Regions from separate parts of the Mus musculus genome. Here region 2 is linked to region 1. The links are chromatin contacts, called in public promoter capture Hi-C maps. All regions are on one chromosome and are shown on one strand. The core of a region is the stretch at or near the end of the contact, and the rest is flanking DNA. Distances in the headings are between cores, read along the strand shown.

Region 1 (4,606 bases), core at 2,070-4,569:
CGGCTCTGCTCCGCTCTCTGAACAAACGCTATCAGGTTTGAAGGATGGCATTCCTTTACCCTCTCATGGAGTGAAGGCCAAGGCTTGGAAAACCTGTTTTTTTCCTTTATAAACCCCCTTCGCTTAGACCTGGGGGTTCACTCTCCTTCCTGTTCCATCAGGAAGGTTGGTGGCCCAAGCTGGAGCTTGAATCAAGACCCTCATGTGACAACATCGGGTTGTGATTCCTGGTGGTCTCTTTGGGGTTTTTACAATCTGGGCACAACAAAAGGATGTTCTGATACAGCAAACACGTGGAAGGATGCTTGATGAAGGAGTATAAATATGACCCCACAGTGGGAGACAGGCACTGAGCATTGGTTTGATTTGCTCCGCCTCGCTGTTCTTTACTAACAACACACATGTATTGGTTTGTCTTATATTGTGTTGAGCTCAAATTGTGGCAACGCTGCCATAGAGAGAAATTTGTCCAAGGAGTGCTCGTGAAGTTCCTTTGGCAATTTGCCATTTCAGCAGCTTTGTCTTGGGCTGGTTGGAGAGTCTCGCGGTTTCTTCAGGATTGAATTACAGTTGCTGGTTTGTACTTGATGTCTGCCTGCAAAAGGACTGGACTGTAGTTGCTAGTCCATGTGTGTTATCTGCCTGCCTAGAGGGCTGGTCTGCAGCGGCTGAGTCATATTTGATGTTTGCTAGAGGACTGAACTGCTGAGAAAGATCAAGCCTGCCCCCAAAGAATTAATGCTGAACAGGTCCACTTCTCCCATATCCTAATATCTTTTCTCTTCCATTACCTCTGCTGGGTGGCAGGCCAGAGGAGAGGTTGAACCCTTATTAAAAGTAGGTTGCAAAGAAAATGTATGCCTACACAAAAGTTGTGGGAGTAACCAACCACTGTCTGATTGGATTTAAAACCTACCTCATGAGTCTGACATGCCTCACACTGCTTTGGTGGCCAAGAACCTGAGACTAGATAGGCCATGGATCTAGGAGAAAAACCAAACTCTACTGTTCTAAAAAAAGGAATTTAGGTATAAAATGAGTCCTAACAATATTCTGCTATATCCGTTGTTTTTAAAACAAAATCCCAAACGTTCAATTTACCACATGAAGACTTAGAAGCCAGAAAGCTCTGGTGAAAGCCCACTAGCTCAGAGAAGCAGAGAAAGCAGCTGACTTTCCTACTCCTCTGACATCCTGGAAGAAAAAAGCTTTCTCCTTTTCTATGCTGTCTTAAATACTACTTAACTCAAAGACCGTCCTTTTGCTCACTTTCTCTCAGTCGGTTGCTTGCTCTACCTCTTGACCTGCCGGTGACTTTATTTAGCTTGTGTTTACAGAAAGCTCTGGGTGTGCTATGGTTGAGCCACACCAGAATAAGGGTTTTCCAGTGCACAGTCCTGGGGTTCTAAATGTGAGCAAATATCCTGCAACAACTCATGGATCAGTGCCTCTTTCAGTCATCATCAGAGAAGCTTCCCCCTGCAGTGGATGGGAACTAACACAGAGACTCACAACTGGACAATGTTCAGAGGGTGAGAGACCTGGGAACACTCAGTCCTAAATGGGATGTCTCCATCAAATTTCTCCCCTCAGGGCTCAGGCAACTGGAAGAGAAGTGGAAAGATTGTAAGAACCAGAGGGGTTGGGGGATGATACCAAGGAAACAGTGTCTTCTAGACACAACAGGGCTGAGTTGTGTAAGTGATGGTAGAGAAACTACTGAACTACAGGGTCAAGTCAGGTGGTGCTTCCAAGTGGACACAAGCTTCCATCCGTAACAGGAAACTATCTCTAATTGGCATCCACTTGCAAAGAAAACAAAATGGTTTTCTTCAATGGAGTCTCCATGCCCAGCCATAGAGGGACAACACAAAATGAACTCAATGATTCTGACTTTGGGCCTTTTGTTTTGTTTTACTTGTGTTTTGTGTGTATGTTATGGACTCTGTGTTTATGTGTCTACTCTCCTCGTACTTCCTCTTTATTATTTTTCTTTTTTTAAGTTCTGGTTTGTTTGACTATTTGTATTCTAAAGAGAGAAATAAAGAAGGCATGGAGTCAGGTGGTTGGGGGAATCTGGGAGGAGCTGGGGGTGGGGAAACATGACCGGGATATAGTGTATGAAAAATTATTTTCAATAAAAAGAGTTAGCGGTAGAAACATCAACAAATATTTCCAAAAAGGCCATTTGTACATAACCAAGGCACAGTACCCTCAGATTCTACGTTGCTCTAGTACTAGTGTACTAGTGTAGTTTACTCAAATCTCCTCAGTTGCTTGGTTGTGTTCAATAGCCCTTTTGTTTTATCCACAGTCCAACTGAGACTCACAAAAACACTTTAGCATTACATCTTTTTGTTCTTAAACCCTTTTCTTCATCTTTCATGACATTGAAGATTGAGCAGTTGCTTCGCAGAACGTCCCTTAATTTGGATTTGCTTTCTCGCCCATAGACAAATTACATGCTTTGTTAAGAATACTGACTCGTGGGCTGGAGAGATGGCTCAGCCGTTAAAGGCTAGGTTCACAACCAAGAATATAAGAATATCGACTTGTGTCCCTTTCTGTGAATGACAGGGCACCTGAAGTTAGCTTTAGTCACTTGGTGAAGGCGATTTTCTGGCTGTGAAGGTCCTTTCCTCTTCAGTAAATAATCCGCGGAGTGAGTGAGTCCTGGGAACCATCGGGATCTCCTTAACCGTTTGCTGGGGAATCGGTTGTCACTAAGGTGGCTCTAAAGCAGTGGTGTGTTCCTTGCACAATTCCTGCGACATTGATTTCTCTTCTAAGAAGAGCTCTCTCTCCATCCTCTCTCTCTCTTGAATTAACTTGCATGCTCTAGAAGCCCGCAGTCGCCTAACCTCTAGGGCCTGGGTTTTCTCTCATCGTTCCAACTGAGAAGACTCACATTTTAAAATTACAGTTGACCTGGGACGAAGTTCCCATAAAGACCTGCAAGTCATCCACCATAGAGAGGGTGGCAGGGTCTGGGAGCGACACTCTGGCTGGCAGCTCGCGTCCGCAGAGCCCGCCCTGGGTCTCTGCTGGCGCCCTGCCCGCCCGCGCCCCTTCAGGGGACAGTAGCTACGGCTTTGGCACATTCTCGCGAGAGCCGCGCCTCCCGGCCCAGCAAAGGTCCTCAAAGGCCTTTCGGCCATTTCCACACCACCCCGCGCCGGTCACCCGCCAGCAGGGCCCCCACTGCGCCCGCGCACTCGCCCGCGCACGCGCAGCCGGACAGTTGGCCTAGGCGCCCGCCGCGGGGCCCCTTGCACGTCTGGTCTGAGGCGCGGCGCCGCGCCGCGCGCACTCGCGCTGGGGGACGACGGGCGCGCAGGCGCACAGGCGCGGCGGGGGAGCGAGGTCGCGCAGGCGCAGACGGCGTTGGTTCGAGAAGACCTTCAGCGTTGCCTTGGTGGAGCGGGACGGGCCCACCCTCGGGTTGTAGGTGAGGCGACCGCTGCCGCGGGCCGGGTGGGCGGATGGCCGGCGGGCCTGAGGAGCCGGCCGAGGCCACGGAGGAGGAGCTGAGGGGCGCCGACCTAGGGCGAGGCGAGGCAGGGGAGACTCCGCTGCCCGGACCCTGTTGGTCGCCTGAGGGCGGGAGTCGCCGCCCTGGGCCGGCCGCGACCTTCCGCCGCACCCGGCGTGCGCACTGGCGGTCTGCCCGGGGCCAGGCTGGAAGGCGGGCGGTTTCTAGAGAGGACGAGTCCCGGAACCCCAAACCTACACCCGACCCTGTCCTCACCCCGCTGTCTGGTGTGTCCAGCACTTGTCAGGCGTGTCTTGCACTCCCGACGGCCGAAGGGTGGATGCTCTTCATGCATCTTAAAAAGCAGAAACAAGGAACAAAAGAGAAGCTGTCTCCTCTAGTTAGTGCCTTTTGTCGTCCTCTCAGGCTCTAATGCAGCCTCAGGGCATGGTGCATAGCTGTCTTGTAGCGCTAAGATGATTGTGAGGTTGTAGCTTGACTCTCGAGTAACATGGAGTCCGGGTTTTCTCGATTTTTTTGCTTGATCATACCAGCAGTGCATTTCCCATTAGAATCATGGGTCCGAGTAAGGGACAGTTTGGGCATGAACGACTTCAGTTATCCACTTGACTTTTGCAAAGTGATGATTTTTGAGAAACAGTGGATCAAAAACGCTAAACGCAGCTTGTAAATAGCACTTAGACATTTCGACCACCTTGGTTTATTTTCTCCCTGATCAGTATGAAAACCTAAAACTGTATAAACGTTTCTGTCTGAATACGTAAGACCTGTGTTTCCTCCCTCCTAGAATGATGGCAAAAGATTTACATTACTACCGGGACTGTAAAATTACCCTGCTAGTGGACTCCAAACTCTGTAACATAGAGCAGAATTTTATTATAGATTGATGTAGAACATCAATACCACTCATTTGCCTTGACTCCTTAACTTTTCCTTTTGATTGATGCCTTGGATAAAACCCGTGGCATCAATTATAGATCCTCTTCTATGTAAGATAAGTGCTTTACCCATACGCCATCCCCATTTCTCTATAAATTTTGGGTGTGTGTGTGAACTTGTTTATGTGGTGTATGTACACGTTTGTGTGCACATCCGTATGCATGTGGAGTCCAG
Region 2 (4,774 bases), core at 772-3,271, 3.0 Mb before region 1:
CTTTGAACAAATGGGTCTCATCAGGGTTCTTATCCCCCCAACCCTTCTTAAAAGAACTGGATTGTTAACTTGTGACCAGATTAAAAAATCTTCTTTATGTTTCAAATACTGGGTATGGGATAGTTCATCTGGCTTTTAAATAATACATTTTACTGTACCTGCTTGTAAGTGAATATAATTCATGGATAAGAATTTTTCCATAAGATATTTCATTGTAAAATGATAAGAATGTTTTTGCATTTGACAAATATTAAAATAATTACTGTAGAGCTTGGAATTATCAGAGCGAGAAAACAAGGAGAGGGAAGCTTTAGCATGGGACATAATCTCTTTATTATGGGACATAATAAGCTCTTTAATCAGGAGCCAGGAGGATCTCAGTGAGTTCGAGACTAGCCTGGTCTACACAGTGAGTTCCAGGCCAGCCAGGGCTACATGGTGAGACCCTGTCTCAAGGCGGGGAAGGAGGAGTTAAGTTTTGTAAATTTCAATTCTTTATGATCAGACTGTGAAACAGAACCCCTAGTGGAAAATTGCCTGACATGCACAAAGGGACCCCTAGTGGCCAAACTGAAAAGTTTTGCTTATTTTAAGTAGTCCATTCGGTTAGTTGAAATATACTTTTTTTTTTTTTTTTTTTTTTAGGATTAAAAACGGCCTCCATTTCTTTTTTTCTTTTCTTTTTTAGTTCTTTTGAAACAGGATCCCACTGTGTAGCCCTGGCTGTCTTGGAACTCACTTTGTAGACCAGAGTGACCTTGAGCTCACACAGATCTGCCAGTCTTGTCTATTAAGTACTGGCATAAAAGGCATGCACTACCATGCCCAGCCCTCAAAACTTATTCTATTTTGTACAGCTCATAATTTTATCATCAGAGTTCTCAGAAAAGTTGAAGAAAGCTCGAGCCAGGCATGGTGGTGCACACATTTAAATCTGAGCAATTTAGAGGACCAGGCAAATGAATCTCTGTGAGTTCAAGGCAAGCCTGGTCTACATAACGAGTTCTGGGCCAGCCAGGCCTACATCGTGAAACCCTGTCTCTAAATAAATAAATAAGCAAGCAAACTAAAATATAGAGTCAAAGATGGCTGCAGTGGTACACACTTGTAACTAAGCACTGGGGAGGCAGGCAGGTGGTTCAAGGGTTCAAGACCACTTTCTGCTACTACCTATTGAGTTCCAGCCCAGCCCGTGTTACATAAGAACCCCGCAAAATAAAAAGAAATTGAAAAAAAAAAAAACAGATAAATAGGAACAAGAATGCTTTCAGAACTTTAACTTTCCCAAGATGGCTAGTTGCCCGCCCTAGGAACGTAAACGTCCTCAAACCCACAATGCCTATCTTATTTAACAAGTACTCTAGAATATATTTTTGAATGTTGAGATTTCTACACAACTAATGATAAGCGACAACATGAAACCATTTTTTAAAGAGAAAAATCAAATTCCGTATGAAGATTTCAGAAGCATTCCAGCCTTCGACCCCGCAGAAGAAAGGTTTTTTTTTTTTTTTTTTTTTTTTTTCTCAGTGCTGCCCCTCTGCCACCAGGACCTCACAACCTCCTTCGCCAACCCAAGACCTCTAGGCAGTTTCGGAGACTAAAGGGTGAGGAACGGAATCATCAAAGTGATGTCATCAGTGACTCCAATTTGGGTTACAAAGGCTACTATCAGACCTTACTCTGGTAGGGCCTCCATTCAAGGAGTTCTCGAGGAGTTGGCTAGACTACAGAATGTGGGCAGGCAGGGGGGGGGGGGGGACGCAGCTTTGGTCCTGTAGTACAGACGCTGCCTCAACTAACTCCGACCCAGAAGTGACTTCGCGGGCTCGTGCGGGGGACCTTGTTGCCTTCCGCGCGGCTGCCGTGAAGGACGCGAGCCAGTCCCAGGATTTGAGAGCTCATTGGATGGTAGTGGCGTCACTCGGAGTGACGTCACAGGGCGAGGCGCAGGAGGTGGAACCATGGAGACTGGGCTTCCGGCCCCTTTAGCGTGGGGGCGGGGAGGAATTGGGAAGGTAGGGTTGGGGCCTTAGTCACCTCGCAGCGGACAAGGGCTCCCTCGGCGTCTCCCGTCAACCCCGATCTCTCCCCTAAACTTTGGACATTCTCCCCTACGGTGTACCTGACCCCACTCCAACAATCCCCAGACCCACCGCAGTCCTCCCCACTTTCCGCGGAGACTACCGGCCGAGAGCCGAGGGCGCCTTTTGCACCGGTGCGGCGAGCGCGGGGTGCAGAGGTAACCCCGCAGCGCTGGGCGTGGGGTTCCCCCGAAACGCCGGGCAGACTGCCTGGGAGTGGCCCGTAGCCCCGGGGCCAAGGGCTGGGGAGCCTCCGCAACAGGCCCGGCCTCCCTCCGGAGGAGCGCTGTCCGCGGTGGGGCTGGTTTCCGAGGTGCTGTGCCCGGTTCGCGATGTTTACTTTTTAGCTGAGGTTTCCATAGGGTGGGGTTGAGGGCCTGGGGAACCTCCTTCCGGCACGATTGCGAGATCGCAGTGTTATGCCAGTAGCTGAGAAGCGGCTCGGGGTGGAGAACGGTTTTAGTTAAAGGTACAGAGCTTAGTTCGGACTCTGGAGATTCTGCATCTGCGCTTGAGCCTTTAGTAGATACCATTATGTCTTCGCTGTTCCCACATGAAATTAGTGAGAACTTTTAGACTTTTGGGTTGGTGGTAAATGAATCCAGGGTGCTTACTTTCTACTTGTATTTTCTGGTTACAGATAAAGATGTCTTTCTCCTTTTAACCGTCGCAGCAGATTATTAGACACTATTGACCAGAAATTTAAAAAATTAAAAAAAAAAAAGCCTTTGGAGGCCACATCGTCTTCAGGATCATCTTCTTAGAACCCATTTCTGTGTGTTTGGATCGAAAAAGTACCATTTTCAAATCCAGAGCTAAGAAAATACTGAGGCTTTTGTAAATGAACTTGAAGGAAATTTTACACCTTGAATATGCAAATCTCTCTCTTTGCCTTAGTTTTTCTTAAAAAAAAAAAAAAACCACCTAAATTCTCATGTTTAATTGATTCCTTTTTAAAATACTAAATTGTTTGCTTCTTTTGCCTAGGTCTCTGTGTTGGTTAGTTGAAACAAAAAAAATAAACATGGCCTTCTACAGTTATAATTCATTCTTAGCTATTTTCTGGACAAGGTAAGGCTTGGAGTTTCCCACAAAAAAAAATGTATATAAACTCATGCATCTATATGAAAAACATGTGTTGTAAAAGACGTGGTGACAAATGCGTTTAGTCCCAGCACTCAGGAGACAGAGGCAGGCTGGTCTCTGAGTTCAAGGCCAGCCTGGGCTACATATCAAGACCGTCTCAAAAATATACATAAATAAATAAAGGAAGTAACCAACAAAACAAAAAGATTGGCTTAGTACAGAAAACCTTGCTGAGTTTTCAATACATTTCAAGGAAGAACATATTTTAATTTGAACTGCTTTAGAATGTAAGCTGAGTAATTTTGGAAATACATGATAGAGGAAAATAGATGAGACAGTTTTAGAGTGGCATTTCTGTTATTGATGAAGATTACACGAGGACCTCAGGTGTAAGGAAAAGTAAAATGGCTCTTAAACAAGCTTAGCCCAGGACATGTTCCAGTCTAAGGTCCCTTGTCATCTCACTTGTGCATTCAGAAGATTAACTGAACACTCACCACTTGCCACATTCATTGTATATTTTTCCTTTTGTCCATTTATAGGCTATATTTTGATATGTTTAAAAATTGCATTAAAGAATGGGAAAAGGCCATCCTTTAGCCAAGAACAACAACAAAAATCTCCCCTTCTCTCTTTCTTTTTTCTTTCTCTTTCTTTTTTCTTCCTTCCTTCCTTCCTTCCTTCCTTCCTTCCTTCCTTTCTTTTTCTTTTTGTTTGTCTTGGGGTTTTGTTTTTGTTGTTTGTTTTGTATCTATGTCCTGGAACTCACTCTAGACCAAGGTGGCCTCCAACTCAGGCATCTGCCCACTTCTGCTCCTGAGTGCTGGGTTTAAAGGTGTGCACCACTCTTGACTGACTGGCTGCTTGGTGCTATCTCTACTTGGCTGTGTTTTATTTATGTTCTAGCTTAACTACAGGATTAGAATATAAAAACCATTGGTCGAAGTGCTCAATTCTAATTCCTATTTTTCAAAGTCTCTTGAGTAATTTCAGGGAGATTATATTTCATCCCTTTGAGGGAATCTATAGACACATGGACAAAACAGTATCACCTGATTGGTTAATCCTCACAGGGACTATGAAGTTGTTTCATCAAAATGTTCTTGGTTGTCAGTAGAGTAGCTAACAGTCAGAGCTTCGGCTACTTTATGAGAGTAGAGACAGTACTGTCATATCATCCCTGACAGAAATATGTTTTTGAATAGATACTTTTTCTAATAAGACATTTTAAATCTTTTTGTTGCTTAACTACTCAAAAAGAGCATGCCCCTGACACCCTTTTGGAGATCACAGGGCATCTTATGAAAGTCAGTTCTATCCTTCTACCATCCGGGTCCCAAGGATTTAACCAGGGTTTGACAGCAAGTGCTTTTACACCCTTGAACTATCTCACTGGCCACTAGATGTTTACATTAATAGTTTCAGAACTTGGAACTTGCTATAGCAAATTACTCTTCAGAATTAACTTACTGATATTTTTCATAAGAATATGTTCAATGATTGAGCACAACTCAGCTATTTGAACACTTGCCTAGCATATGTGAACTTTTTTTTTTTTTTTTGGCTTTGGTTCCCAGTATAGTTTTAATGGTGCACACCTTAAT

What was found. Promoter capture Hi-C pulls out the DNA fragments that hold promoters and counts their contacts.
Region 2: a promoter capture Hi-C map of pre-B cells shows a contact between it and region 1, with 8 times the contacts expected there. The contact joins the promoter of Letm2 here to the promoter of Vdac3 in region 1. A contact is called at or near these places in 2 of 39 promoter capture datasets (liver and pre-B cells) and 1 of 9 other capture datasets (liver).

Annotation. Positions count from the first base shown.
Region 1 is chr8:22,592,526-22,597,131 of GRCm38.p6, reverse strand. Vdac3 (voltage-dependent anion channel 3) reads left to right here and starts at 3,319. Exons shown (of 9, transcript NM_011696.2): 1 at 3,319-3,448. Gm30086 (a long non-coding RNA gene) reads right to left here and starts at 811. Exons shown (of 5, transcript XR_870239.2): 1 at 1-811.
Region 2 is chr8:25,594,743-25,599,516 of GRCm38.p6, reverse strand. It overlaps Letm2 (leucine zipper-EF-hand containing transmembrane protein 2), which reads left to right and starts at 2,021. Exons shown (of 11, transcript NM_001364069.1): 1 at 2,021-2,242; 2 at 3,072-3,155. The coding sequence starts at 3,109. D830025C05Rik (a long non-coding RNA gene) reads right to left here and starts at 3,034. Exons shown (of 1, transcript XR_003947362.1): 1 at 310-3,034.